Linked DNA regions of Mus musculus: regions 2 and 3 are each linked to region 1. A link is a contact called in public Hi-C and HiChIP or PLAC-seq data. All regions are on one chromosome and are shown on one strand. The core of a region is the stretch at or near the end of the contact, and the rest is flanking DNA. Distances in the headings are between cores, read along the strand shown.

Region 1 (3,127 bases), core at 70-2,569:
GCGCCACCACAGCCCCACAAGTCTCTCGGTTCTTACATCCCCTGTTCCCTTTTCATTAGAAACAAAGCTAAGGAAAAACTGCCAACACCTCCTGCTGGCAAGAAATCGCACCTTAGAGGTACAGGTACCAGCCTCCTCTGTCCCCCTTGACTGAAGCATGCCCACTCTCACCAAAAAGAATGAGCCAGATAGGAAAAGAACCTTCTTAGTCTCTATTTAGGTATTTTGATGTTTGGAGACAGGGTCTCACTATATAGGCCAGGCTGGCTTTAACTTGACATCTCCTGCTTCCACTCGCCACGTTCTAAGACTAGAGGCATGTACCAGCACACCTGGCAGAATCCCCCCTTGGAAGCAGATGTGCTTTTATGAAGACCCCAACATGTCTTCTGGGTTTTATAACCAGTTCCACTTCTCCATACTAATCTAGCATAACTCTTAAAAGATTGAATAGTGACTCACCCCAGGGATGAATTGAGTCTCACGGTCGGGGTCTTGTTTTCCTGAGAGCCTCAACCTTCAGAACCACCTTGGGAGGTGAAGTGGGGTCGGCCAGTGGAGCTCTCAGCAAGCACTTGACCAGCTGTTTTGCCTGTGTGAGCCCTGCAATTACCTAGGGTGGGTTGGTCTGCTTTGCAACTACATCTATTAGCCTCAATCTTCAGTGCCGCTGGCCGCTGTGATCATGGTTGGAAGCATCCAGAGATGCTGTCTGACATCCGTCTCTCTCTGGGTATCATCAGTAACCCCTTAGCTGTGTGCTCCCTACCCTTGCTGCTGCCAAGTGCCACTGCCCCCACCTCTCCCCTGGATCTTTGCAAAATGGCCAACATAGGGGTTATGTCTGTGTGCATTCAGCCACACAGCAGGGCCACCAGTCTGTGCTGCCAAGCAGCGGCGGGTGCCTGCATGTGATTGCAGCTTTCAGAACATGCCTTGCGCACTCCAAAGCATTATACCAGAGGCAAGTCTCCACTTTCGCTCTTAAGTCCCTTTCTTGTAAACCACCAGGCTTGCTCAAGATGACCATTCCAGAAGCCTCTCTCACAGACACAGCTCAGACTGCTATCCAGGCTTTTCTGCTCCACCGGAGAGAGCACCACAGTTGCCCCTGGAGCACTGTGACCCCCAGAACAACTGAGCACTTGACCTCCTTATCTCTAGTGTCCGTCCTGGTAAGCCTTACTCCTTTGGTTTTCTACCTCTTGGCCACTACCCAGGAAGCTCTGGGAGGGGCAGAAGGGAACAGAAAGACCTCTGAGGAAGGCTCAAACATACAGTTCCATTACATTGCTCAAGACACCAAGAAACCACAGTACAAGTGCGTTGGGGAGGGTGACCTTACCCGAGCCCACACACCCACCCACACACAGCTGGTTGGCTGACTGGCCAGAGGCAGCTGCTTCTCAGCAACTTCTAGTACAATGAGTCACCTCTAAAACAGGACCCTTAACCTGCCCTGATGGGGACACTCAGACGTACTCAGGAGGGGTAAATTCTTTCCAATGGACCAGGATGAAGGAGCCATCATTTTCACACAATGCCATGAAGGTTCCCTCAGATGAACGAGTGCTTCTTCTATTTACCCACAACTCGAGGCCCTCTAGGTCAATCCTGCCTTGTTTCCAGCTAACAGGGAGAGGCCAAGAGGGCCTGGCTCAGTGGAAACCACTCAGATCTCAACCACACTTCCTGGGTTCCAGTGTTTCTCATGGGGAAATGAGTATTTTAATTGACTGGCACCTGCCAAGGGTTGGCTTTGTCTGAATGTTTGTAACCCAGCTGGGGACACTAGCTTACCATACTAGGAATGACATTGGGATTCCAAACATGTTTGGCACACATCCCAAGGTCTATTGCTAGTAAGAATCCAAGACACCTGCATGTGTGGCAGATGATGGGTACAGGCAGCATGGCACATGACATCCCTTTTCTAGAAACACTTATATCTGCTGGGCTCAGTCTCACTGGTTTTATCACGGTGTGGCTGACCACAACAGGGCCCCAACTTTGTAGGCAGAGAGGGAGAAGAGCACAGAATCGCAGTGCCCATTTCTTGTTGGCAGCTTTCAAGATCACACTGGGAAGTGTGATTGCATTAGCCTGCACCTTGTTACCAAGAAAACTAGAGAAGAAAGGAAGGAAGGAAGGAAGGAAGGAAGGAAGGAAGGAAGGAAGGAAGGAAGGAAGAGAGGGAGGGAGGGAGGAAGGAAGGAAGGAAGGAAGGAAGGAAGAGAGGGAGGGAGGAAGGAAGGAAGGAAGGAAGGAAGAAAGAAAGAAAGAAAGAAAGAAAGGAAGAGGAAGGGAAGGGAAAGGAAAGGAAAGGAAAGGAAAGGAAAAGAGAGAAAAAGGAAAGGAGAGAAAAGGAAAAGAGAGAAAAGGAAAGGAGAGAAAAGGAAAGAAAAGAAAAGTATTTTCTAACTAGGTGCCAGGGCACTGTGATAGGTTTCATCAGAGGCAGAGACTATGCTTGAATTTCTGATCTTCTCCTGCCATCTTGTGGCTGGGAGGACGAGCTTGCTCTAAAGACAAGGAGATGAAGGCAGGGAAGAGAAAAACAGTGCTGTGGCAGCCCAGTGACTTGCTGGGGTTCACTGCCCACCACTCTACATATCAATACTCATGTAGGAGTGTGTATTATGTGTATGTATTATGTATTATGCATGTATATATATATATATATGTGTGTGTGTGTGTGTGTGTGTGTGTGTATATTATGTCTGTATGTGTATGCGTAATATATGTATGTGTGTATATGTCTGCCTGTATGTATATATTATGTATGTGTGTATGCATGTATGTATGTATATGTATGTTTGTATATGTGTGTATGTATGTGTGTATATATGTATATATTTGTATGTGTTTATGCATAATGTATATGTATGTGTGTATATATGTATGTATATGTGTATTGACAGGGTTTTATCATGTAGCCTAAGCTGGCCTTGAACTCTCAGTAATCCTCTGGATTCACTCCCCTGAGTGTTGAGGTTACAGGTACAAGCTAACACACTCAGAAATATCCACTTTGGAATTCACACTGATTGTAGTAGCAGTAGTAGTAGTAGTAGCAGCAGCAGCAGTAGTAGTAGCAGTACTGAACTAGCTATGCAGTGAAGGATGA
Region 2 (3,134 bases), core at 340-2,839, 74 kb before region 1:
GTGATAACCTACACAAGTTGTGATTTTTGTGTGTACATGCATAATAATGTTGAGAGGCCAGTCCCACATTTGATTATTAACTAGCTTTGCTCACCTCCTATTCTGGGGAAGAGAATCAAGGGCTAGATTTAGGGTTTTTTGTTTGTTTTTGTGGCTCTTCTTCTTCCAGTCTCATCATACAGCCCCGGCAGGCCTAGAACTCATTCTGCTCTCCAGCTTAGCCTTGGACCTACAGGCCCACACCTCTGCCTCCTACATGCTGGAATCACAAGCTTGTACCATCAGCCAGGACCAGCCCTGTGCTCGCTCCAGACTCAGTTTTCCTCTTGTGTCCTGCACTGCTCACCCAGAGGAACCTCGAGAATCTATGCTTCATGTCCCCAGGGCACGCATCACACCTAAAAGAGAGGCTGAGTGGTTAAGAGCAAGCCCTGGCTGCTCTAGCAGAGGACCTGTGCTCAGTTCCCAGAAGCCATGTGGTGGCTCACAACTATCTGTAAGTCCACTTCCAGGGGATCTAATGCCTTCTAAGGCCTTCTTCTGGCCTGTGGGGAACACCAGACACGCTCATGATACAGGCACAACATGCATGCAGACAACACTCACACACGTTAAATACATTTAAAAACAGGCAACAGAACATAAGCTGTTATGCATGTAATGTGGTACAACAATAAATACTTCCGCTGGGGGAAACCTCAGAGCCTATGCGACACTCAGAACCCCGACTCTGCTCATTCTCAGCATGTGACTCACACTCAGTGGTTCAACTCCAAATGTCCAGGACACTGAAGAGTTACCAGGGTGCCTAGGCTCTGTAAGTTCTCAAACTCTTTCAGGGAGTACAAGGCTGGGAACAGGGGCAGTGTGAAATGTGAGGCTCAATGGGGGTGGGGGAGGGGCTTCCCGTCTGAGCAGATTCAGCTTCCTGGGTTTCATCAAGGAACGGTATCATCATCAGGTCGTACTCTTACTCTAGCCCTCCTCCTGAAACTTTCCAGAGATGTCCATACATGTCTAACCAAGGAGGCCACCTCCCAACATGCAGTGATAAAAAGGCTGGGCTGGGTTAGTCCACTTCTTTCTCAGAATGCAACGTATCACACACCTCATGTCCAGTTGGAAGCACCCCCACTGAGCAGCTCATGCCGCCTGTAACCCTAGCTCCAAGGGGATATGTCGCCTGAGGCTTCCATAGGTACCTGCACTCACTTATACGTACTATCTACATGCGAAATCTACAGGTAACGTCTACATGTATGTGTACATGGGCACATACTCACATGTAGATACACACATACACATAACTAAAAAATAAGTAAAAAATTTCCAATAAAGTCAAATAAAGACACAAGGTCTTAGGGGGCTTAATGTACTCTCTATCCCCTGACCCCAGGCCGTCCCAACACGGGGAGGGGCTATGATCAGAGAGCAATATTGAGCCTATGGGGCAAGCATGCTGTGTGTGTGTCCCCACCCAAACTTCTCCTCTTTAAAGCTTCTCTGGAAAGGTGTAGTGAAAGGACAGCCGAGCCTAGCTCATGTCTGCATTCCCCCGCTCGCTTGATCACTTGACAGGATGAAGCTCGCTTGATCGTGTGCAGTGGGTGGTGCTTGATGCACCCAACACCTGCAAGTGCATTAAGTCACACAGAGAATGAGACATGGCACAGGGAATGTATTCCTTGTCAGAAACCAGGGGACGGAAGAAGGTGCCCATCACACTGTAGAGGCAGCCTACACACACCCACCCACACCATGTACACACACACCACACACACTCACACCCACCCACACACACCACATACACACACACCACCCCCACTCACACCCACCCACCCCCACCCACACCCACCCACCCCCACACAGACACACACACCCACACACACACACACACACACACACACACACACACACACACACACCAGAGCTGGCTGTTTCTCTAAAGAGAAGCCAAAATGGAAAGGAAGCAAAGCCTGGGCCTTAACCTCAACCACCCTGGGGACAGTTCAGGAAATGAGCAGACAGGTCCTGCCCTTTCGAGGTCCTCCCTCCGCACAGCTCCTCCTGTGCGTCTCGGGGGCTTTGGCTGGCATGAGGTCACCACTTCCTTACCCCTCAGCTCAGTCTTATCTCTGGAATCCTGAGTCACCTGGGGCAATATCCTCTTATCACCTGGAAGAACAGCCTTTCCAGCACCCATCCATCCTTATAACCTCACTGTGCCTGTACATGGACTTGCAGTGTAAGTTGCTACTGTTTCATTTTCTCCATGTCTTATTCTACACTATTAACTAACGTTATTGAGGAAGAAACTCAAACACAGGGGTGACATTATTTCCTAAGGTCAAATAAGCAGAGCAATGTGAGCAACCTAGCAGTAGAGCCTACTCCAGTGGTATGTAACGAAGTCACAGGCTTCTGTCCTAGTAGTCAAAACTCCTGTGTGATTAAAAACGTGAGTGGCCCAGTCAGAGGGAAGGGTCTGCAGTCTGCTCTGAGCAGCTGGTCCCCAGATCTAGGAGATTCAACTTTCCTTTTAAGAGGTTGCAACCAAACTGACTCCTGTATAGTAAGAAAAGCAAAAAAATAGCACAAAGGTATAGACAAAGGCCATTCATTAGGTAATCTCCCCCTCACCAGCCATTTAAAACTGGAAACTGAGAACCGATCATGTTCTTAATGTCTGAAAGAAGAAAACGCAGCACGTGACTGTCCTCCACATGAGAGTGCGGCACCCGGCATCAAAGAGTGCATTGTGCTACACACACACAACGGGGGCAGACTTGTAATGACGCAAGTATGTGACCTTCAGGCAGCAAACACACTGTCTGCTACCCTAATACGTTCTAGCTTTTACTGTAGAAACAGTTTTCTCAGCATCTCCTAGGCTCTACAGACCTTAAATACTATCTTGTCTACAGTAAACATACAATCTTTTTTTTTTAAAGTCAGCTAATCGGACAAATTCCTCCTCTCCCCCTATGTCTTGCACTTGAATCAGTTTCTTACAAAGCTGGGCTCAGGATCATTCACTGTGATTACCTCTGTTTCCTTAACCATGGCAACCCGCACTGTAACTGCTCACTATCCCTCCACTCGGTGTACGTGGGCACAGAGCACACAGCACGTAT
Region 3 (2,975 bases), core at 295-2,794, 100 kb before region 1:
TTCCTCCCTGCTCACTGCAATCCCCAGATGCTGCAGGTTCTAGGACCTCCGGCACCCAGCAGAGCCTTCTGCTTGCGGAGCACAAGTGCAGACTGATAATGCTTCCAGGAAGAAAACTCCTGTTTCTTGTAAGATGAAACTGAGTAAAAGGCGCATATAAACATTCAACAGACTCTCACCCATGGAATCAGTCTTCCTGTGTTTCTGTACAGCCCACCATATAAAGCCCTCAAATCCCACCATTAAAGGTCTTGCTACTCAGTCTCATGCTGCTGTCACAGGAAGAGATCCACCATCTACAGAAGAGAACTGGAGCCTTGAAGAAATGTTCACAGACCTAAGCCATGACCTGAATAGTTCCTATTTACCTTGCCCGGGTGTGACCCTGGGGTGAGGTGGGGTGAATTATGACAGCATGCAGGGTGAGACACTCACGGCCTCCTGAAGGTGGGTGGAGTGGAGACACCACCTCACTGAGGGGCCGGGTCCCAGGCACAGAAGACGGTTCACCAAAGTCCTCTTTCCTATTTTAGATATATACGTTGGATCTTGAGAGACTAATTTTCCAACAGAACAAAAATCAGTTCTTCAGATTCCAGAGTTCAAACTACACATCCATCTCTAAAGTAGGATCAAGACATAGACAGGGTGAAACAGATGAGGGCCAAAGCCCAGCGAGGAGGGAAACCAGAGTGAGCAGGAAGGACGGACCGGATGCTGGGTCTCCTCAGGCGGAGAGCTTTGCCCACACTCTGCCTTCCCGTGGAGCCCACCTCTGTGCCCCCCTGCACTGCAGAGCAGCCTGAAGGGAACTCCACTGGCCACGGCACTCAGCGACAGCTAGCGTTCTACTTCCACCACCTAACAGGCCCATCAGCACATTTTTGACTATTTATGACTGTTGGTCTGCACGGCTTTCTGATCATTTCCAAACATACAAAAGATCAACGGATGCTCCAGTGAGCCTCTGGGCCATGTTCTTTACTAGAGGCCCCAAAGAGTGAGTTAGGATTTTGACTTCGAACCTAAGTGTAAGAGTGCCTCTGGCTGGGGGTCTCCTTGGCCATTAACTTCCCTAAGGAACCAAATCAAATACTCCAGAGATAAATATTTAGCTGGAAAAAAAAAAGAAAGAAAATGTATGGGCTAGAATCCTTTCACTAGGAAGAGGGTGAAAGAATGGGACAGGGGAGGGGGGAGGGGGAGGAGGCAAAGGGGGACACGGCAGGAGCACAGAAACCTTCAATCAAACAGAGACTGACAATTAGAGCCTGTTCTCTACAAACACTGGCATTACCCGGAGACATCATGACCAAAGACTCTTGCCCTTCAACAAATGAACACCATAGGCTTAAGAGGTCACTAAACAAACAGAAGATCTGGGGTTAGAGTGAGGGTCATGTCTCTTGCTGGGAGGGGAGGAGATAAAAGCAGACCAGACTCTTGTAGCCCAGCAGTTCCTCAGTCTACAGAGCAGTGCTTAGCACTGGGGCAACACCTCGAAGACAGCCTGACCTTTCAGATGTTCACCCAACTGAGGCTTGCCAGAGCCACAGCATGGTGACTGGATTTCCTGTCTTCGTGTTATGCAAAACAAGCGACCACCAGCCCTTAGAGGTCAGACCGTGGGTGCCTGTCAGGACGGAAGAGCCAGGTTTCTTTCCTACAACAGTGGAATAGCTCAGGTTGGCTCTGGCTTCCGAAACAATGGGAGGCAAGGCTTCTCCCACAGTGAAGCCCGACCGCAGCCCCCTTCAGAGATGCTTTCTTTCTTTTTTCTTTTGGTTTTTTGAAACAGAGTTTCTCTGTTATAGTCCTGGCTGTCCTGGAACTCACTTTGTAGTGAACTCAGAAATTCGCCTGCCTCTGCCTCCCAAGTGCTGGGATTAAATAAAGGCGTGTGCCACCACTGCCCAGCTTCAGAGATGCTAAAGGAACACTTTGGTAAGGCTCCAAACCTTACCAGCCCATGCGGCAGAATCTCTCTTTGACAGCCTCTCTAATGTGTACTCCCCAAATGGCAAGCAGGACTTTGAGTGCAAAGCCCCAGAAGGCATGAAAAGAAACCTAAACTAGAGTTGGTTGTCAAGGAAAGCAGCTGCCTTCTGCAAACAGTGTAAGGCTGACTGTGGTCTGCCATGAGATTACGGGATCATGGGAGAAAACATCGTGCCCCACACGTTCTTACAAAAGGGGGGCTCTGCAGGGGAGGTGTAAACGTTTGTCCCTCTGTGTAAGTAAGCCTGGAGAGACTCAGAGACAAATAGCAGGACACCATCCCACAGACCCATCTGCGAAGCTCAGTTTTTCCGCCACAGGGACCCTGTGCAACTCTGGGTGAGCTGCAGAGGTGTTTTCACCTGCAGGTCCCCTCAGAGTAGAGCCCAGAGACAATGTGCTGAGGTGGGTGCTCATCTGAGAAACTGGCCCTTGAAGACAGGCACGAACTAAAGGAGAGGTCTTGCTGGATAGTTAACAAGAAGCTGGCATCTGAGTTCAGCCTGACCTTTGACCTTTGGAGCTCCTGAAGTAGCAGGACCTTATTTTTATGCTCATAGTAAAAACAAGTGGAAAATGTGTAACAGTGAGATTGTAGGCAGGGATGACCAAGAAATTCCAGCATGCTAAGGCATGCTAAGTCATCCGGCATGGGTCTTGTCAAGCTTAAGAGGGCTCACTGAAAGCCCAGACTACAGCCACCAAGTCCCGTCTCCCGCTCCTGTACATGGAAAAGTCCACAAGCATGGGTGAAGGATGGGGCGCTACCCACCCAGGACGTGACGCTACCAACACACAGCTACACATCAGACTCCCAGATCTCCAGAGCCTGTCACAGAGGTTCTTCAGTAAAATGTCACCTGGCCAGGGCTGCTCCTTTTAGCCTCAATGGGGCCACATGACCTTGGGTCAGCACACTGCAAACCAGTCTGGAGAAATACCAAGGCAGCGGCAAACCAGAAGGATGGGGCTCTGGG

The links. HiChIP or PLAC-seq counts read pairs in DNA pulled down with a chosen protein or histone mark. Hi-C and Micro-C count contacts between places; a contact is called where the count stands out from the background.
Region 2: a contact with region 1 is called in a Hi-C map of the G1E-ER4 cell line, with 2.2 times the contacts expected there. The contact joins two enhancer-like sites. A contact is called at or near these places in 1 of 39 promoter capture datasets (cranial neural crest), 12 of 484 Hi-C or Micro-C datasets (the AML12 cell line, CD4 T cells, the G1E-ER4 cell line and 4 more) and 1 of 115 datasets of contacts at active chromatin or transcription factors (embryonic stem cells).
Region 3: a CTCF HiChIP or PLAC-seq map of CD8 T cells shows a contact between it and region 1, with 5 read pairs. The contact joins two enhancer-like sites. A contact is called at or near these places in 1 of 39 promoter capture datasets (neutrophils), 1 of 15 datasets of contacts at CTCF or cohesin (CD8 T cells), 21 of 484 Hi-C or Micro-C datasets (8-cell embryo, CD8 T cells, ECoMG myeloid progenitors and 9 more) and 4 of 115 datasets of contacts at active chromatin or transcription factors (CD8 T cells, embryonic stem cells, regulatory T cell precursor and 1 more).

The regions. Positions count from the first base shown.
Region 1 is chr10:42,292,727-42,295,853 of GRCm38.p6, forward strand. No RefSeq gene overlaps it. Among named protein-coding and RNA genes, the nearest start is that of Foxo3, 18 kb to the left of the region's middle. Within about 2 kb of position 1,320, at least 46 of the 459 cell types and tissues checked have an H3K27ac peak or open chromatin away from gene starts, as enhancers often do. A contact at or near this core is called in CD8 T cells, the G1E-ER4 cell line and muscle stem cells, where this site is marked.
Region 2 is chr10:42,218,587-42,221,720 of GRCm38.p6, forward strand. All of the region lies in intron 2 of Foxo3 (forkhead box O3), which reads right to left. Among named protein-coding and RNA genes, the nearest start is that of Gm38485, 55 kb to the right of the region's middle. Within about 2 kb of position 1,590, at least 103 of the 459 cell types and tissues checked have an H3K27ac peak or open chromatin away from gene starts, as enhancers often do. A contact at or near this core is called in the G1E-ER4 cell line and muscle stem cells, where this site is marked.
Region 3 is chr10:42,191,672-42,194,646 of GRCm38.p6, forward strand. The region is part of intron 3 of Foxo3 (forkhead box O3); the gene reads right to left. Among named protein-coding and RNA genes, the nearest start is that of Gm38485, 82 kb to the right of the region's middle. Within about 2 kb of position 1,545, at least 52 of the 459 cell types and tissues checked have an H3K27ac peak or open chromatin away from gene starts, as enhancers often do. A contact at or near this core is called in CD8 T cells and the G1E-ER4 cell line, where this site is marked.